2 separate regions of the Rattus norvegicus genome follow, and region 1 is linked to region 2. A link is a contact called in public Hi-C data. All regions are on one chromosome and are shown on one strand. Each heading gives the region's core, a stretch centred on a gene start, on an enhancer-like site or on the middle of the called end of the contact. The rest is flanking DNA. Distances are from core to core; before and after follow the strand shown.

Region 1 (4,218 bases), core at 1,132-3,631, 340 kb after region 2:
GAAAAAAATCCAAGTTAATTATTTTGGTAGAGATAAATTTGATTATTTTAATTTTTCAGTTTATGTTTTTAGTTGAATCTTCCAAAATGAGATTTTTTTCGTAGCTTTATTATCAGAAAATTAACATACTAAATATTCCTCCTTTTCTACTTTGACTTGGTAGTTGCTATTGTTTGGAGGCTGCGTGAATTGTCCAGCTGTGTCTGCAGTTCAGTTTCAGTAGCAAGTTGAGTCAACTTTATAGAGGGCAAACATCTTTGCTTTTCGCTTCTGCTCATTTTCTCTTTTTTTTTTTTATTACATTACTGAAAATATTTTCTACACTTCAGAATCTGGATCAATAGCATGCTGGCAGGCTAGTCACTTGCCCATCCTTTCAACATCTTATCGTGATCGCTATGACGACAAAGACTATGACTACTTCAGTGATTTTGATTTATGGCCAGCCTATTTCTGCCTTCTCCATTTCTTTTAACATAGGAGATCCCATTCTAAGGTCAGAATAGCTGTTCACAGTGGAAGAAAACTGAGATCTATAGGGTCGACCAAGTCCTGGGAACCTGACCAAACGTATCTGCTATACGTTTACATCCTTAGAAAAACTGTCTGTGGTGCCATTACCACTCCATGTGATGACCAAGAAGCAGGCTGAGTGGTTCAGAAACTGCATGGTCAGTATGTGGCAGTGATTTGTTGGACTATAGAGTCTAGAGCATTTCTACGGTTTATATTACACCGTGGTTGTCTTCCTAGCACTTGTTGATTTCTACATCTATTTGCCAACACCCATTTCAGAAAGGATTTGAAGCAGATGACTTTGTTACTAACCTCTGGTTTGCTTCCACACTTAGTAAGCCCGAGAAGCTGAGGAGAATGGTGTCAGCTGTAGGTAGACTGTGGGAGGAAGCTCTTCCTGTCCCAACTCATCTTTTCTTTGTCAATCCTGATAAAGTGACACAGAAATGAGATGGCCTGGCTGGGGACAGTGCTGGAAATCTTACCAGTTTAGCACGGGGAATTAAGGTTGGTAATTACTAACTGTGGATCGTCTTTGATCCAGAGTTTTCGTGAGTTCTTTGGTGGTAATTTTCTTCAGCATTTTTAAAGTTCAAAATAACGTTTGGAAATTTCCCTTCACATTTCCTGTCTCTCTTTAAAAATAACACTGGGAATCCAATTAGTACTGCCCATGCGCACGTGGGTACGGGGCCGTCCACTGGCGGCACAGGAAACCCACCAGCGGCTCTACCAACCATCAGCTCTATTTGGCAACCTTTAAAAAGTACGTGTGCTTGTGTGCACAATTCATATTGGATACATCCTTACTCAAGTTACTTTGTGAGGAAAATTCATTACGTTTTAAAGAAGGGTTAGTGACGCGTAGACAAGCCCTTTAAAACTTGTCTTTTAGTTTTCACAGCGTCTGCAGGATCCACATCATTAACTGGTTTTCTCTATTGATGCAGACACCGAGGCAGAAGAGAACAATTGAGTTGCTTAGATACCAAGGTCCCAACTTAATTCTATTGAATCTTAAAGCCTGCTTTGTTTTGTTTTGTTTCCTACCTCCTGTACACATTGCTTTTTGTTTTCGTTTTGCTGATTTGGATAGGTGGACTGTTGTTCTGACAGTCACAGTCATGCTAAAAAAAAAAGAAGAAGAAGAAGGAGGAGGAGGAGGAGGAGGAGGAGGAGGAGGAGGAGGAGGAGGAGGAGGAGGAGGAGGTGGGAGGAGGAGGAGGAGGAGGAGGAGGGGAAGAGGAAGAGGAAGAGGAAGAGGAAGAGGAAGAGGAAGAGGAAGAGGAAGAGGAAGAGGAAGAAGAAGAAGAAGAAGAAGAAGAAGAAGAAGAAGAAGAAGAAGAAGAAGAAGAAGAAGAAGAAGAAGAAGAAGAAGAGGAGGAGTACATTGTGTCATTGGAAACATGAGCCTGAGGAGGAAAATGGCTGAGGAAAATGTCAAAACTTCAGTCAGGTAGAAAGAGATACCAGGCTCACAGGCTTTGCCAGATGTGCGGAGCACCCGATACAATTGACGAATCTGCTGCTCGGCGGTTCGAGCTTCGCCTCTACAAGACGTTGGTATTCCTCACTGAAATCAGCATGACTAGAACATTCTGTTGTCTGAACAGCTATGAAAGCTTCGACACTGGTTTGTCTAAAGGCAGCATGAGGGTTAACAAAACTGCCTCCTCAACCTTGCCCCTGCGGTCAAGGGATACCGTGGCGTTGTTAAATTTACACCGAGGCGGTGTGCTCTTCCTTGAAATGCCTTTATCTAGAATGTGATCTTGTAGAATTCGCTTGTCCTTGGGAAGAATCAAGCTCTTCTCTGATGGCATTTCAGAGGCTGGAGAAGCAAACAAGTTCTTCCAGTGTCGGGAAACTATGACTCATCTCGGCTCCCATGCTTTCTGACTCTGAATGAAGAACGGCAGTGTTCACATAGAAACCGTATAATTTGTCACGTTGAGAACAGGCTGATCTTGTTCTAATGCTCTTGCAGAACTCCAGCTACCTTTATATGAGGAGAAAACTTCAGAAATTAATAAAATGAGGTTCAGCCTTAAGGAATATGACTAATACATCTGAAATCAGTGACTCAAAGACACTAGAAAGGGGGAGATGCTTGCAGTTTTACCATGGAACAATTTTGAATCGCTCGAGGTTTTTTTTTTTAGAATCATGGCAACATTGTGTCCACATTTAAAACACCAGAACATTTCCTCATTTCATAGATATAAACGGAAATCAGCCACTGAATAGAAATAGAACAAAAATATAACCCGCAAAGGAGAATATATTAGTATCTTGATGTTATTTTTATCACGGAGAAAGGAACAAACATTTGCTACAACTGTTTGAAGAGTGACCTTTAGGTATGATTTTAATCCCTATTAATTTCCTAGGATAATTTGTGTGTAGCCACATTTCCCAGTGCCTAATGTCACTCCCAGACATGTACCTGTGTGTGGGAGTGTGCATGCGTTTGTGAGTGTGTGCGTGTGTGCGTGCATGCACGAGTGTGGTGTGATGACTTATGCAGGCCTGTGGACATGTGAACATGCACGAGAATATGCATAGGTAATAGCCAGGCCCTCGGGGATGTCAGATGTTTTGAATGCTGGTAATGGGCAAGGTTCCATGTTTCGTGACTTCTGCCAAATCACAGAGTGCAAATTGGCAAAGTGAGCGTTATCACTCAGAATCAGTTCATTTGGAGATGGGAGTGAGAAATAGCGGTTTAAGCCAATCCCTTTTGGTTTCGAGGAGCGAGCTAAGGGTTCATTTATGAAGTAAATCTTTCCGTCCAGAATCACTCAGCATGCGGTGGATGTCCTGCTTCTCCCAACTGTTACCCAGCAAGTAGTTGCTACTAGAATATTTATTTAGAAGTGGTTAAGTGACAGATACGTTTTGTGCAAGCACCTGTCCTCAAAAGAAACCCAGGTGTTTTTTTACTTTCTTCCTAATTTCTTGTCTTTTCTTAACGAGTTAATCAATTCCTTTCCTCTTTGATCTTTAAGCCTCATTCCTGGAAACGCCACCTATTGTTAGCCAATGGAGGTCTTTCCTTCTCTGTTTTCACCTCTTCCCCTAAGCCTTGCTGAGTAACTGGGAAAACAGTGATTTCTTCCGAAAGTCCACTTTGTCTGAACTTGTGGGAGGTTGTGAGTCACCCTGCTCCTGAGACACAAAGTTTGCTCAAATATTTACTGCTCTGATCTCTGATTTACTTAACATTAGCACAATTGTCTGGTTAGCCTTATACCTTTGGTATATATACTAATCTTACTGTTTGCCTCAGATCCCAGCTACCCCAGAGTTCTAAATTCGGTAAATTTGGGATCCTTCCCAGTTAAAGTTATAGACAGAATTTAAAATACATTTTTATTTTTTCAGAATGCTAGACTTTGTTTTAGACAAGGCCTATTGATTTTCTTATTCTCAAAACTTTCAAATAATCTTACAGGGCAAGAGATATTTCAGCTACAGATTGTTTTTTCCTCTCTACACAAGAAAATAAAGACCTCAAAAAAGTTCTCTATGTTTAACATTGAGATTTATCTTAGATAAAGTTCTGCACCATATTAAAGACTCATGTCTTCCCACCCCACAGTCACAAAGAACATGCCTTTACGTGTCCTTACATTACAGGTAGAACTGCTGTGGGTTCTCTAATGTCACATTAAGAATGAAGAAAGACTAGGCAAACAATAA
Region 2 (4,409 bases), core at 644-3,143:
CCAAGACCTTTAAATTGTATTGAGAGTTAAGAGTTAAAGAAAAGAAATATTGTATTAAGAGTTATTAATACCCCACGCCTTAGTTTGGTTATATTATCAGCATTAAGCATCCAAAGGTCTTGTAAAAAAAAAAAATCACCTCTTTTTAAAAAGTTAAAATCCAACAACAATTCTATGACCTGTTTCCGAGTGATTTGAGCTCATGATCGGGTTTAATCACAGAGAAAATGAGGCCAGGTTTTTAAAGATGAAGGTTGGCAACATGAAATTGTTCACTTAAAACACACACTTATTAAATAACACCCTGGTATCCTGAAAGGCGTCATTGCCCGTTCTCTGAAAGCAGCAATGACAACTGTAAAAATGGATCATTGCAACAGGAAGGAAAAGGGAGAAGAGAAATTGAGTTCACAATATGATTCTATCTTTGCTAAACAAACAAACAAACAAACAAACAAACAGCACGTGAGACTTTCTTCAAACATTCATTTAAGGAGACTCATACCTGTGAGGTACACTTTTTCTCCTAAGAACTTTTTAAAAGATGCTTCACTGTAAAGGGGCAGTGTGCTCTCTGTAGGTACTCTGCTATAATGTGCTGTCAAAAGACGTACGTTGATAGCAATACGACAGGCATTTTTTAAAGTCGCAGTTTATTGTCTCAGCTTCTCAATAAGCCAGATAAAATCATGTACAAGAACATTAAGGATTAAGGAGAGTAGTTTCCTTTAGCGATTACTGGCAAAAATTAAGAACCAAACCAAACAAAACCACTCACTCACCCTCCATTAAAATAACGCAGTAAAAAGGTGGTCATTTAGTTGGCCGTTGCTTTCCTACAAATTTGGATTCCCAGTTTTCAGGGTCGTTGAGTGTCTGTGTATGTTTGTGGCTTCTTTGGTTCCCGTTTCGTAGGAAAAGGTGCCACTGTATTAGGTAGATGGGCCATACTTCTCTTCTGAAAATATTAAAACTCCGTCTCCCCCCCTCCAGAGACTACAGTGCTAGCAAAAATAAGCCAAAGATGTAATGTCTATTTAAATACCCAGTTGAGCTGGCTGTTAGTTCTCAAATTAGATTCCATGCTCCGACTAGAATCAACATGGTTTAAATATTAAAAACTTCATAATTCATATGGCCTACCCCACCTTTCCCCCACATACGGCAGGCGAAGGAAAGTAGAAATGTCTGTGAAAACTTCTAGCTCCTTAAATGCTGTAGGGGGAAATGTGCCCAGGTTGGTATGCAAGGACTTGAAAAAATGCTTGACATTACAGATTTTATTCAGGCCATAAGCGATCTGCTAAAGTATATAGATAGATCTACGGTTGAAAACACAGAAATGAGAGCTGTTTTACATTTGTTACCGCACCGCCCATTGTTTTCCTCTAAAGTACATTTTGTATACTTAAAAAAATACACTCATTGGATAAGACTGGAAACCTCAGCTCCCCCACCTAGCTGCCTTCTGCCTTCAGCTTTCGAGTTTCAGGTCCTTGCACAACACCTAAGACGTGCAATACTTTTTTTCGCCCTAATCCTGGCAGAGAACAGTTCGGAGAGATCTCCCTTCGCGTCTCCACCCTGATTCCCCCCTCTTCCTAGATTCCACCCGCTCCTCTCCTTCCCTCCGCCCCGTGCTCCGCCGGCCCAATCTGTCAGAGAAGTTGTGTACAAACTGCGCCGCAGCCCTGCGCGCGAAGCTCCTGGCCCGCGAGGGGTGCGGTCGGCCCGTCGGAGGCGGGACCTCGTGGGGCTTCTTTTCTATTGGCTAGCCGCTGGCCTTGGGGCATTGCCATTGGCCACAACGCTGCCAGTCGCATGAGCTGGCCCTGCCTCCCTGGAGTTGGGTGAAATAGAGGCGGGCGTCAAGTGTCAGTAGTTGCGGGGCAGGTACGCGCCCTCTTAGCTTGCTGGTGGAGCTTGGAGGTGGCGGGAGCGGTTCCGGCGAGGGAGCGAGCGAGGGAGCGAGCGAGCGCTGGGGCGGGGCGGGAGAAAGTGGCGGTCGGAGTACATCGGCGGTGACGCGTGGCCGAGCCCAGGAGCCCCGATCTTCGTGCCCGCCTTCTTGAGCGTCTGGCTGCCGGCCCAGGGGTCTCCCGCTGCGGCCCCGCGCCGAGTCCTCCGTCCTGTGCCAGCCCGGGCGAGGTGGGAATCGCGATCGCCCCGTGCCCCGCTCCCGTAGTCTCCAGACCGTCCATGCCCACGCGGGTGCTGACCATGAGCGCCCGCCTGGGACCAGTGCCCCAGCCGCCGGCCGCGCAGGACGAGCCAGTGTTCGCGCAGCTCAAGCCGGTGCTGGGCGCTGCGAACCCGGTCCGCGACGCGGCGCTCTTCCCCGGAGACGATCTGAAACACGCGCACCACCACCCGCCTGCGCCGCCGCCAGCCGCCGGCCCGCGACTGCCTTCCGAGGAGCTGGTCCAGGTAAGCCGAGAGTGGCCGGCCTCCCTTCCCCAGCTCGGGCGTGTCCCGCCGCTGCGAGGCGCGGGCGACAGGGGCCGCTCCAGGCTGGGACGCGCGGGAACGGGCGCCCGAGTGGGCAACCCCGCCCTGCGCTGCCAGACGGGGCGCCGCGGAGTGGATGGGGGAGCAGGGCGGGGGCCCACCCCGATCTGTCCAGAGAAGGCTAAAGAGCCGCGCGCTCACGTGCACCTTGTCTTTTCTTGCGTGCGGATGAAGGCTTCTACCCACGCTCAACTTGGCTTAAAATGCTTCTTGACCACTCTTTCCCGATGGCCCTGGCCTTGGAAGTCCACCTGCCTGCGTCCTCTGGGGTGAAATAAAAATGCAGATTGGACTACTGGGGTTTCATATGCCTCCGTGGCTCACCCTAGAATGGATTGTAGGGCCCCGTTTAGGAAACTAGAATTTTAAGGTTGTATTGGAACACCGCTTCTTTTTCCTTAAAAAGAACACGGACAAAAAAAAGGCCAGGGGTGTTGTTTTTCTTGTGCGCGTAAATTTCCTCCCGGAGTCGCGTTGAAAGCTGGCAGTTGGCTTTTACACTTGCCCAGCAGCCGAATTAGAGCAAGCGCCTGTTTCTTTCGCCCACGCACGGGAGTCATATAGCCTAGAAAAAACTTCCCGGGACTTTTAGCTGGTCCCAAGGAAAAAAAAAATTGGAAACAGACCCACATGCAAACAGCTGGAAGAGCTAAAATCAGAAACCACTAACCGCCACGGGAGCGCAGTGCACGAAAGGGTTTAGTTCGGTTTATTTCAAGACACTTAGTTTAATAGCCTCTTGCTGTATTGTGTATTTGCACTCAGCGCCTAATTCTTGGTCTGCCAGTGTGCTTTGAGAGGACAGTGGCATTTTGTCAGATGTGACTCACATGGTCACAGCATGAATCTTTATTTTTAAGTCCTGCATATCCGGGAAATCCCGTCCGTCCTCATCCACATCCAGATCTTGATGATCTGAGGTCCGAGGTGACATTCTTTTGAAAATTAAAAGCAAAAATAAGACTCCTATTCATCGATTAAGGTGCAGGGGTTTTTATGAACCATTTCACGTAGTTGGGGTTTGATCTTTTTTCTAACTTCAATGTCAAAAAAGATGAGAAAAATTAAAGTTTTCATTGTATTAGAAGAGCGCGTCTGATCCGTAGCTGGATTATGTCTGATCTTAAACAATCAGGGCCTGGAAGATATTCGGTTATTTCAGTTTGGTTCTTTCAGGAGATAGCAAGATGACTGCTCTTTTTACAGAGGAAGGGGGAATGTAGCATTGGCCCACGGAGAGGACATGATAAATGTTTTGCTGATGACTGTGTGAGTGCAGCAGCCTCTCCCCACCCACGGGAGTCTTAGCACCCGTCTACCAAGGGAGTGATTTTCTCCTTGATAATTAAAAGATCTGTTTTAGATAGGGACATGAACAGGTCCGTTTCATTATTAATGTAACCAGTTACCGAATCGGCCGGGTAAAATGAACATTTAGATCAAACGTTGAGGGCGCACTTGTTTTGTACGAGTGGATGCAGGCTCCTGCTCCAAATGTTCGTTTTTATTCAGAAAGTTCCGAAATGGGCAAAGCACATTTTTATATTAGTATCCAAAGAAAACCTAACTATGCCCACGGAAGAGCCCTTCGAAATAATTATTTCGAAGAGTTGCAAAAGGTCTTAGTTTTCAAGTGAAGCATGTTTAAGTGTAATGGATGCGGACAGATTTGAGACAGTTTGGCAAAAGTGTGATACCGTGCTTTAAACTGAAGACTTGCCGTTCTCCGACCGGGGTGAGACTTGAATGCATCAGAAAAGAATATGTTTTGACCTCCTCCCCCACCTCTTTCACTTTTTGTCTGGGGATGATTTGGGGGAGTGATTTTACTAAGGACATGTCACAGAGACTTTTGGTTAACCAATAATTACACAACTGACAGAATGAACTTGTGTGTTTAT

What was found. A called contact is a pair of places that touch in the nucleus more often than the background predicts.
Region 1: a contact with region 2 is called in a Hi-C map of mammary epithelial cells, with 4 times the contacts expected there. The contact joins the enhancer-like site here to the promoter of Klf5 in region 2. A contact is called at or near these places in 3 of 12 Hi-C or Micro-C datasets (the Rat2 cell line, frontal cortex and mammary epithelial cells).

The regions. Positions count from the first base shown.
Region 1 is chr15:82,810,105-82,814,322 of GRCr8, forward strand. No RefSeq gene overlaps it. Among named protein-coding and RNA genes, the nearest start is that of Klf5, 340 kb to the left of the region's middle. Within about 2 kb of position 2,382, at least 35 of the 93 cell types and tissues checked have an H3K27ac peak or open chromatin away from gene starts, as enhancers often do.
Region 2 is chr15:82,470,188-82,474,596 of GRCr8, forward strand. It overlaps Klf5 (KLF transcription factor 5), which reads left to right and starts at 1,894. Exons shown (of 4, transcript NM_053394.3): 1 at 1,894-2,427. The coding sequence starts at 2,200.